Linked DNA regions of Mus musculus: region 2 is linked to region 1. The links are chromatin contacts, called in public Hi-C maps. All regions are on one chromosome and are shown on one strand. Each heading gives the region's core, a stretch centred on a gene start, on an enhancer-like site or on the middle of the called end of the contact. The rest is flanking DNA. Distances are from core to core; before and after follow the strand shown.

Evidence for each region. Hi-C and Micro-C count contacts between places; a contact is called where the count stands out from the background.
Region 2: a contact with region 1 is called in a Hi-C map of bone marrow-derived macrophages, with 49 read pairs. The contact joins two enhancer-like sites. A contact is called at or near these places in 2 of 15 datasets of contacts at CTCF or cohesin (CD8 T cells and large pre-B cells), 4 of 484 Hi-C or Micro-C datasets (bone marrow-derived macrophages, erythroblasts, nephron progenitors and 1 more) and 10 of 115 datasets of contacts at active chromatin or transcription factors (CD4 T cells, the HPC-7 cell line, bone marrow-derived dendritic cells and 7 more).

Annotation. Positions count from the first base shown.
Region 1 is chr9:41,046,562-41,052,182 of GRCm38.p6, forward strand. It overlaps Ubash3b (ubiquitin associated and SH3 domain containing, B), which reads right to left. Exons shown (of 14, transcript NM_176860.6): 2 at 4,756-4,809; 3 at 3,879-4,065; 4 at 320-518. Among named protein-coding and RNA genes, the nearest start is that of Crtam, 45 kb to the left of the region's middle. Within about 2 kb of position 2,905, at least 37 of the 459 cell types and tissues checked have an H3K27ac peak or open chromatin away from gene starts, as enhancers often do. A contact at or near this core is called in bone marrow-derived macrophages and microglia, where this site is marked.
Region 2 is chr9:41,134,301-41,139,921 of GRCm38.p6, forward strand. The region is part of intron 1 of Ubash3b (ubiquitin associated and SH3 domain containing, B); the gene reads right to left. Among named protein-coding and RNA genes, the nearest start is that of Ubash3b, 21 kb to the right of the region's middle. Within about 2 kb of position 2,986, at least 64 of the 459 cell types and tissues checked have an H3K27ac peak or open chromatin away from gene starts, as enhancers often do. A contact at or near this core is called in bone marrow-derived macrophages and microglia, where this site is marked.

The DNA of each region.
Region 1 (5,621 bases), core at 1,655-4,154:
TGGAGCCTACGGGGATGAATTTGGGATGTGCCTTTGAAGGGGACCTTGGGACCCAAGCCCCTTATGCTCACTCCTCCTGCTTTCCGGCCCCCTTGAGGTGAGCAGGTTTGTTCTGTATACTCCTGCCAGGATGCTTTGCCTTACCACAGGTCGACAGGCTAAGGATCCGACCACCGTTGGCTAAAAACTGTGGAATTATGAACCAAAATAAATTCACTCCTTTTTGTAGGCTGAGTGTCCCATCACTGTCTCCCAATTCCTGTCCTTTCGACTTCTGATATTGAGATTCAGGACCGGGCTGACAGCCGTGGGTGTTTACCTGTTTTGGATGCAGCCTCTGCAGCAAAGTCAGCCGCGAACTTCTTGAGGACTTCAGCGCTGTCTTCCTTCACGAAGAGCCCGATGAAGTTGGAGGAGGTGTACAGCTCCAGGGGCAGTGGGGCTGAGAACTTACATTTCCATCGACTGACAGTAGTCTGCAGGGCTTCCCCCAGAGCATCCACCTTGCTGTCCTCGCACTGGGGATGGAAAACAGACAGGCGTCATTATAGTGGGGGGGGGGGGCGGGGAAAAGCCTGCAGCCCCTCGGCACTCAGCCTGCCCCCAGAGAGCAGAGGCTGATGATGCAATTACTTAACCAGCATTCCTGTCCATGAAGAAGGGAAGAGCTTTGGGATCTCAATTATCCAGACACTGATTACCCATCCATCCATCCATCCATCCATCCATCCATCCATCCATCCATCCATTCATCCAGTGGGCAAATGAAACTAAGAAATGCATCATGACACCTCTTGCCCTCCTCTTGCTCTGTTGTGATCCTGGGAACCTTGCCAGAATGCTACCCGATTTGTTAAGCAGAAAACAAAACCCAGGGCTAGAGGTCCAGTTGTTGGTTAAGGGAAACACAGTTTCAGAGTAAATATTACGGTATGGTAACAACAGCTAGAAGCCACACAATGTATTCTTGAAAATTGCTAAAAGGGTGGATTTTAGATCTGGGAACAGGGTGCAGGGTTGGAGCCCTTTCTTAGCATGTGAGAGGCCTTGTGCTCAATTCACAGCCTCAAGGGCAAGCAAGAAGATGAGGGTAGTAGGTGGTCAAGGAATTACCACAAGCCAACAAAGACGATAGGCAGTGTATATAGGAACTGGCTCAGTCAACATCCTATAATGCTTACATAAATCAACAGTCACACCAGATACCAAAATCTGTCAATTATGTAAGTTCCTGGAGCTGGGGAGATAGATGGCTCTCAGAGGCTAAGAACACTAGCTGTTTGTGGATGGCTGATATATGCTCGGCCTAGGGAGTGGCACTATTAGAAGGTGTGGCCCTGTTGGAGTAGGTGTGTCACTGTGGGTGTGAGTTATAAGACCCTCATCCTAGCTAGCAGCCTTCAGATGAAGATGTAGAACTCTCAGTTGTGCCTTTACCACACCTGCCTGGTTGCTGCCATGTTCCTGCTTTGATGATGGTGGACTGAACCTCTGAACCTGTAAGCCAGCCCCAATTAAGTGTCGTCTTTATAAGAGTTGCCTTGGTCATGGTGTCTGTTCACAGCAGTAAAACTCTAAGATACTGTTCTTGCTGAGGGCCCACATTTAGCTCCCAGCACCTACATGATGGTTCACAAGGCTCTCTCACTACAATTCCAGGGCACTCAACACCCTTCTCTGGCCTCCGTGTGTACCAGGCATGGGACTAGTGCACAGACCTACACCTATAAACTTAAAACAAAATGTAACCATAATCTGGAGGGCGGAGCAGAGGGCGTCGCAGAGTTGGTAGAGTGCTTGCCTAGCATGCAGGAAGTGAAGGCTTCCATCTCCAGCCCCACATAAAACTGTGCGGGGAGAAATATTTCAGATGTGGTGAGGTCACATCTACAAACTCAGTACTGAGAAAGAAAGCGAAGGTGGGAAGATCAGTAGTTCAAGGTCATGCTCAGCTTGACTGAGTTCCAGGTTAGACTGGGAGACTTGAGACTCTGCCCCCTGCACCTGCACCTGCCAAAAAGGCAGGCTAGGGAGATGAATCAATGCGAGTGGGAGCTTGCTTTGGAAGCATGGGGTCGGGAGTTTTAATTCTAGGCATGGCACCCTGGAGGTATATTGTGTTGAGTCTCCTGGAGCTGTAGTTATAGACAGTAGTGAACCATCATGTTGGTGTTTGTTAGCGCAACACAGGAAATTTGAGGTAGTTGGAACCCAATAGCTCACTTAGTCAGTCAGCCTGTTCCCCCCGTCCCCCAAAGTGAGGTTCCAGTTCAACTAGAGGCCCTGTTTCTAGAGAATAAGGTATCTGAGATTCAAAGGAGGACCAGGGAGAGGAGAAGGAGGAGTGGGGAGATTGGGGGTGGGGGTAGACAAACAAAGAAGTAGGAACACAGCCTCTAGCACTCTTTCAGCTGCTCCTCAGACAGCTGCTGTCTTCATCACCATTCCCATGATGCTTTGGAAGAAGAAAGAATGAGGCTGTGGAGCGGTGACATCATCCACCTACCCTCTTCGGCGGGTTGGGAGGAAGCATGAGTGTCTCTAAACCCTAACTGCTTTCCTGCAAGATCCTGGGATGATTCAGAGGAAGTGATAATCAATTTAATTTTCAGAGTGAGTTGCTAGAGACAAGGTGTTAGGAACATGTTATTTACCTGAGACACACACGAAGTGAGAATTCTATCCAGAAGGGGGGGGGGGAAACCAAAGCAAAATATATTTTTGAAAATCGTTTTAAAAGGCTACCATCCTGCATTGTGAAGTCCGTGTGAAGTCAACTGCACCACTGTGGGGGTGGAGGTAAGGGATGGATGCTTCAGCTGTTGTGCTGTGGAGGATTGCCTTAGCCTGTAAGCAAGCTTTCCCACAGCTAGGGCGTGGATGAGGAACTGTGGCAGGAGAGAGTTATCTCTCAGTCTCTAGAAAACTCTAGTAAGACCTCATGCTGATATCACGCGAGGGAAGTGGCTTTTCCTGTCTGTAAGCCACTTATCGTGATCCCTACTCTCTCCGTTCCTTCCCCTCCCCACCCAGAGAGTTGGCCAGGCATGGTGGTACATGCCTATAATCACACTACTGGGGAGGTTGAGGCAGGAGGATGATCAGGAGCTTCCTGTTGTCCTCAGTGATGTAGCAAGCTTCAAGCTAGCCTGGGCTATGAGGCTCTGTCTCAAAAATAAACAGGAAGAAGTGAAGCTCACTTGGAGTCTACACCATACAAGCACGAGGATGTGAGTTCAAAGCCCGGGACCACCTAAAAAAAAGCTAGGTGTGGTAGCATGCGCTTGTGATCGATCCAAGGATCAGGGAGGCGAGACTGGGGATATCTCTGGGGCTTACTGGCCATTCAGCCTGCCTGGACTCCTTAGTGAGTTTCAGGCTAGACTACAAGGTGGATGGATGGCTTCTGAGAAATTACATCTGAGTTGGATAAGGTGCTCATGTGTGCATTCACACACACACACACACACACACACACACACACACACACACACACACACACACACACACACTCACACTGATATTCCTATCCTAAGAGTGGAGTGAATAGACAGTAAACACACATGAAGAAGCTACATCAATGGCTGACAGGCCAGATTTCTACCCACCAAGGGTCAGGCTTATCTATCCTTCCAGTTGTAGAAGTATATCACTGTCCTCATGCACTGAACCCCGATGTTCTAGGGCCTCAGCCGATGCCAGAAGACTGAAAGTAAGGTGAGGCCTTCACTGTGAACCACACTGACCCCTGGGAGGTCCACCCAGTGCTGGGAGATCCTAAATATCTCCTTGGTCTTCCAGAAAAGCTCCGATCTTCAGTTCCGGTCCTCAGGGGCTGGCTGAGACACTGGGGAGACAGGGAGTGCAATGTGGCTCACCATGAAGAACTGGCAGAGAGTGATGTGGGGGAAGATGTTGTGGGCCTTGTTCTTCCCGCAGATCTGCTTGGACTGCTGCCAGAAGTCAGAGAGCTTCTGGGCTAATGGCCCTGTCGGGCGGAGGTAGAGGACATACTCCCGAGGCAGGGGGTCATCCAGGAAGGGGTCACCCACATGGGAGAACAACCTGTGGGAGATAAGAGAGACAAGAAGGCCTTGCTGGGAGGACAATGGATGAGGAGGAAGGGAAGAGGTTTCCCACCCCAGGACCACAGGGAGAAGGGCTTCCATTTGTGCTATAAGAATCCATCCTTTGAAGCTTACACACCCAACCAACTCTCAGATGGAGAGGCTTCTGTTCTCCCCATCCCACAACTCCCTAAAAAAAAAACCCAAGCCGCTCTCCAGGAAGCATCCTTGGGTTAACTCCAAATCTCTTCCCCACAGAGGAGTTTCCTTGCACACACTCCGTCCTCCAGCTCAGTCTACTCCGGAGCTCTTACGCCTCCAAAGCAGAAGGAAGGTCCAGGAGGGTGGCCTGTGGGCTTCTCCCAGGGAATGACATCCTGGTAAACGAGTGAGACATTTTTCTCAATTGGCCAGCTCAGCATCCACAGTGCACAGCGAATCTTGAGGTGACTGGCAGACCTCAGATAATGGGAGCCTCTATCTGGGAGGATTTTGAAAGCCTTTAAACAGATCCAAGGAGATACACACACCCTGGGGCCAGGGCAGAGGAGGCAGTCAGCTTGATAAATGGGCCTGTCTCTTCCCCTCCAGGAAGGGTCCAGTAGAAAAAGACTGCACACCCGCACTCATCACAGACACTCAGAGTTAATTACATGCTAGTTTCTCAATTTATTTATTTCATACCAACCAGTCACATGCTGCCTGAACGCTTCTTCCTCCCGTGGATGCCAGAGCTTTTTGTCTGCGAAGAGAAATCAAATATCTATTGTTAGTATTTTTAGCCTTCCCCTCAGCTCTTCTCAAGAGGGTGGAGTGGGCAGGGGCGACATCAGAGTTTGCCTTCCCTCCATGGCTATCTATGTGGCGTAGGAAAGATGCCTGCAGCAGGGGCTCCCTGAGGGTCCCAGGAAGGCAGGTGGAGTCATCAATTTCCATGTAATTAGCATTGGATTTGCATGCAGCCCGACATCCCGACATCCCACCATCTATTTTCAGTTGTTTCCACATTAGGGTTTTATTTTCACTTCCCTAAAAGTTGTCATGTCTTTGCTTTTTCTCCCTCGATTCTCACCCACTCATTCCCAATGACCTAGATCCCCTACTGAGCGGATTCTTACTCACCACCCTTGATGGAATGGGTGAGGAAGGACATGAAGATGCCGTGCTAAATAGCTACAAGGACACTTGCATAAACTCATAAAGGAAGTGATTCCTCTTCTTTTTCCATGCCCAGTGACCCAGGGGGATCCATCATCACTAATTATTTTACAGACATCTTTGGGGAAAAACAGAGCCAGGAGGTGCTACTACCAGTTACTTCTGGCGAGACTGCTCAAAGCCCTCCTGATGGGCCAGTAGCTACAGGAGACTCTCTACAGTGAGCCCTGCAAGGCCAGGTCTGTCAGAGCCACAGAGATCTGGGTTCACATCCTGCTCCCACTCTGGGTGCAGGGAATAAAACTCACATGGTCCCTGTCCCTGTGGAATTCCATCCAGTAGGCAGGAAGACAGAAGCTAGAAGCTAACTATCTGATTATAGTGGGGGTAAGAACT
Region 2 (5,621 bases), core at 1,736-4,235, 88 kb after region 1:
AGAGGAGTAGAGAATGGCTCAGTGATCAAGAGTGCTTACTGTCCTTCTAGAAGTCCTGGGTTCAGTTCCCAGCAGCTACACCAGGCAGCTCAGAACCACCTCTAACTCCAGTTCCAAGTGAGCTGATACCTCTGTGGGTGCCAGTTAAGAAGGTGGTGTACATAAACTTACTACATACCTACAAAGGAAGAAATCTTTAAAAACAATAACTAATACGTTCACAGACTGACATCGGAACCTGCAAATAAAAGGGAATATGGAGTCGGCACCTTTTCCTGTCCATAAGAGGGTTAGCAGAGTGACCCAATAAGAGGCCAGTGAGGTTGACACACATTTGTAGTCACAGAACTTGGGGGTGGGGTGGGGGTGTGGGCCAGCCTGGGTTACATGTCCTATCTCTAAGAAGGAAAACCAAGAGAGGAGATGGCGCCCTTGTGAAGGGGGGCATCTATGTGGAGTAGAGGTAGGTGGATCAAAGTTTAAAGTTATCCTCAACTACACACCATTACAGCAAAAAAGGTTCCCCTCCCCCACCCCCCAAAAGCCAGGTGTCGATGGCATACCTTTAATCCCAGCAAGCAGGTCTCTGTTCCTAGGCTAGCCTGGTCTGAGATCCAGGACAACCAGGGCTGCACAGAAAAAACCGTGTCTCCAAAACAAACAAATAAACAAACCAAAAACCCACAGACACATGAGAGTGAGCTTAGAGACCCAATTTCCCTCTTTTCTATTCTAGAGGCCGCTTCTATCAGCAAGTCAGGAAAGTCGCCCTCACCAAAACCAGCAACTGCCAGACTTAGGAGCTGGACTTCCTGCCCGCTGCTCTGTCTGTTGCTTAAGCCCCCAGTCTGTGGTTCCTCTGCTGCAACCCCATAAGCTGACCAAGACAGTAAGTATGCTTTCCTTTCCAGGTAAGTGGCTGGGTTTCCACTTCCTTCAGCAAAACAACACCAAGCTCCTGAAGCAGGAATCCTGCTTTGCATTTCCCAGTCTCCCCAGCACAGGGCATGTGAATAACAGGCACTAATAAACTGTAATAGCGCTTGGGATGAATGAGCTACCAGTTACCAGATGCTGGGCCCCAAACAGTGAGTTAGAGAAACAGAAAGCTCTGAGATATTACTTTGTGATTACAATCCAGGCTTGGAAACTGACATAAGGCACCTGTGGGTCCTGAAAAGTGGTGTGGTAGGGTTTGCATACTATGAGCTGAGGCAGTGGACTCATGTGCATGTATGTGTGTGCATGTGCGCACGTGCAGACACATACACACACACATACACTCACACAGAGGCACAAACACCTTCTACCTAGGAAGGGGAGTGGGGAGAGGTGGGTGGAGAAATGTGAAACGAATGGTACAGTTTTCTCAAAGGAACAGACTATTTGAAAGGTAGGTACGACCACACCTACCCAACCAGGGTGTGATATCACAGGCCTACAATCCTGGCAATGCAGAGTCCGAGGCGGAAAGATCACAAGCTTGACGTTCAGGGTCTATTTGTTACACAGCTCAATAAGCAAAGCAAATGAACAGGTGGTCTCACTAAAAACAGAAAAATGCACCCAGAAAGAAGACAGTCATTGCTTTAGCGATACATTTGAGCAGCAGGGCCCCAAGGTGCTAAAAGGACAGGTCCTTGAGAAGGCCATGGCAGCTAAACTGTACAGTACCTGTGGAAGGTGGATTCAAAGGAAAGCAAAATGGTAGCCAGACTGTGATTAACTCCTGATTGACAGTCATCCCAGAAACACAGAAGGGAGCCCAGGGGAAGAAAGGGAAGACTACTCAATAGCAAGAAATGTTGGTATGCAAAGCTTCAAAGGGCTTTCTAGGCAGGGTGAAGTAGAATGTGGAATAGCAAATGCTAACAAATAACAAGGGGCTCCAAAACCTGGTGGGTTAAGAGTATAGCCATGATCTGGCTGTGGTGGTGGATTTCTGAGTTCGAGGCCAGCCTGATCTGTAGAGTTTCAGGACAGCCAGGGCTCCATAGAGAATCCCTGTCTTGAAAAACCAACATCCCCTCCCCCCAAAAGGTACATTCACATAAACACTTCCTAGTTGGATATCTTTGCATATGGCTTTCTCATTTGCAGAATAAGAATGCTTGTTACTACTTGGTTTGGGATCGAGAAAGACATAAAGTAGCACGTAGTAGGACCACAACAAACATGAGCTATCATCTGTCTTTATTTAGTAAGTTTTGGATTCTTTGTTGCTCCAAGATGAAAAGTAGAGAAGGTGCCCCTTTTCAGCATGCAATCCCCTGGCTTTGTAACTACCCTGTATCTGGGATCTATTGGGGCAGAAAACACCCTATTTATCTCTGAGAGGGGCTAGTGGATCTGTGCTACACTGGACTTTCCAGAGATACGATCTGCAGTTTTGGAGAACTTGTCACGCAGATGGGCAATGCAGACATAAACTGTCATACCCAGGGTCAGAGAAGTTCAGGAACTCTGACCTCAGAATCCACTGGCTTCATAAACTCCATGGTTTCACTCCACACAGAACAAAGGCTCTGAGCTCATCCTCATATACAAATCTTCCAGCCCCTGAGAGCTGCCACAGAACACCAAGCATCCATGTCACCTTCTTCTCTCTCTGAAGTGGCATCTACACGTCTGCATGGAGGAGCAGACACAACACTCAAAACAGCCCTTAAAACACTTCCCTGCAATGTGGTCTCTAAACACGGGAAACAGCAGCTGGCTGTGTTGCCAGGAAGGTTTGTTTGCCAGTGAGCGTGTGGGAGCTCGTTGTGTGAGTTTAAAGCTGTGATCCAGGAACAAAAATAAACCATCCAAGCCAAAACCAAAGCCATGAAACCAGAAGTGTAAGGCAAAGTTCAGAGCCAAGAAAACTTGGGTTAAAGACCAGGGATGTCCCTAAATTCACAAGGCATGCCTGACAGCCCCTTTGAATTCTACTTCCTCATTTGTAAACAGGGGTCATGAACACTGATGGGCTTTTGCAGTAAGTTAGGGCTGGGCTCAAAGGGAGCTGATGCTGGGGGATGGCACATAATGCTGGTGACACTAAGGGTGGAGCTCAGCAGTAAAGGGCTTGCTTAGCATATATAAGATTCTGAGCTCTCGCTAGCGCTTGCTCTTTCTCTGTGTCTGTGTCTGTGTCTGTCTCTGTCTCTGTCTCTGTGTCTGTCTCTGTCTGTCTCTCTGTCTCTGTCTCTGTCTCTGAGTGTGTGTGTGTGTGTGTGTGCATGTGAATGTGTGTCCTCCCAGAAAACAATATGAATGTGTTTTTAGCTCTTTGGGGAGAAACAAAGACCCCACCACCATCACCTCCCTAGCTCCTGAATGACTCCACAGCTCCACTCACATCTCTGTTTCCAAGCCATCTAATCTTTCCTCTCTCTTTTATATTTAATTTTTTTCTTGTCCCCACATGACTGGGAGTACTAAGAAGGCAGAGGCCACTTTTTATTTGTCTTTGTTTCTTTTAGATCCTAGTACTATGCACACCAAATAAGTGTGTGTTAAAAATAAATGAACAACCACCATGAAAAGCTATAGCATGAAATTAACATAAAGAAGGAAGAGAGCATTCTGGACATCTGACAAGGAGCTCTGAGAGGGTGCACCAGGCTCGGCTGCTTGGGGTCCTGCCTAGTGTGCACAAAGCATTAGGTTTCATCCCCAACACCACATAAACCAAGTGTGGTGTCATATTTTTACACTCCTAGCATTTTGGAAGGTGGAGGGAGGTAGACCAGAACTCCAAAGTCATCCTTGGCTACAATATGAGTTTGAGACCAGCTTGGGCTACATGAGACCCTATCTCAGAAACAAGCAAGCAAGCAAGCAAGCAAGCAAATAGACAAACAAGGTAAAATGATGTTCTGTGCTGTGGCAGAGGTCCAGGGAAAAGCTCAGATGACCACAGAACCCCTGGGGAGACTTCTGTACCTTTATCCTGATCTGTCTAGTCTGAGGAAGAAATAGCCTCTATAAAAAAAGCAACCCCAGAGCTAAGAGGACCAAAAGGAGAAATGGTCTTGGACCTGTTACTAAAAATAAGTGCTGTTATACTCATCCACCCCATCCTCAGAAATTACAGTGACAACTTTATCCTTTCTAGAATTTTCTCTCAAAATGAGTTCAAGGCTGATCTACAGCTGTTCCTCTTACTGTTGAAAATCTCACACACACCTCAGTTCCATCAGGACTTCCAAGCCATCCTTAGGAGCCTTGGGGGTTCTAATTCCCAATCTTATCAGCTTGACAGTTCACTTTCTTCTTTATCAGAGATAAACCAATACCCTGGCTCAGTCACCCTGAGCTATCCTTTTCACTACTGCCTGAGAAGCACCCATGCCCAACTCTCTAGCTCCAAGTCCCCATTCCCTGTCACATGTGTAGAAAACAGTCACAGCAGGACTACTTCAGCCATGGGAGATTGGTCTGCATACAGATGCTCAAGACGACCTCTGCTGAGGCCCTGGCTAGCCTCCCATCATTGTACATGCTTCAGCCTTGTGCAGAGACAGCCCTGGGAAGGGTGCATGAGGAAGAAGCTAACTGGACCACTAAAGGAGACCTTCATCTCTATAGGCCTTGCAGCCCGGGGTAGGCCAGCATGTTCCCTGTGACTTGTTTCTAAGTCCAAAGTAGAATGCTTGAGGTTTCCCAGGATATCAGTCAGAAAGTCACCCATGTTCAACAGAAGCCAGAGCATGAACATGAAGCCTCAAGAAATAGAATGTATCTTTGTGCCACTGGTTTTTCAAGGTTGTTTGTCCTTGTGAACTAAGACCTGATTCTGCCCCTCACAATGATAACCTCCCCATGAAAGTCCTCTGATAAGCTTCCTATGTTCACATGGCAGCCCACAGATTAGAGATACCCTCCCCTTGCTCGATCGTATCACATATCAAAGTCATCTGCTTCTTGTAGTCAGAGGCTGGGACTTACTCCTCTTTGTATTCATACTGCCAACACAGCAAAATCTTGGGTACCTGTCAGGCTTAGTGATTCTTTGTTGAACTAACCGACTCTCTCTGCCCTGCCTTTTTCCTTATCTTGTCAAGCATTCTCCAAACTAAACAGCTGTAACCCCACGTTACTATTTGCAGACAACTCAGAAGATACAAGGAGCAGTTCCCTAGGCTACAGAAGATGGAAAGGGAAGAAATTAAAAAACCAGACAACAAAACCCATTACAACTCCATGCCCTAACATTCAACTTCAGCATCCTCGAGGCCAGCTGCCTGTCACTGTACAAAGTTCTCTGTAAGTCCAGGTCTCCTGAGGATCAAAGCACTGGCACGCTTCACACTTGTCTAGACCCAAGTCCTGCCAGGGTGACCTCCCTGGCTCCTGCACATAGCTCCTCCTGCCATGAGTGATAGGTGAAGTGAGGTTGAGAGCTTTGCAGTGCCTGAAAGGCAAGGGGGCACAGCTTTCTTTCAGCCTTCTGTGGGTACTGTTGTGGACTTCCACTGGGATAAAAACTTCCTGAGGTATGAAGGACACTTCAGGGCTGAGACCTGACATCTCTGGAGGCTCATGTTTACGTCCCAGCTGATTTTCAGGTCCCACCTACAAGCTGGCTTCCACAGGGGTCCTGCGCTCAACCCAGCCAACGTGTCATGGATTCT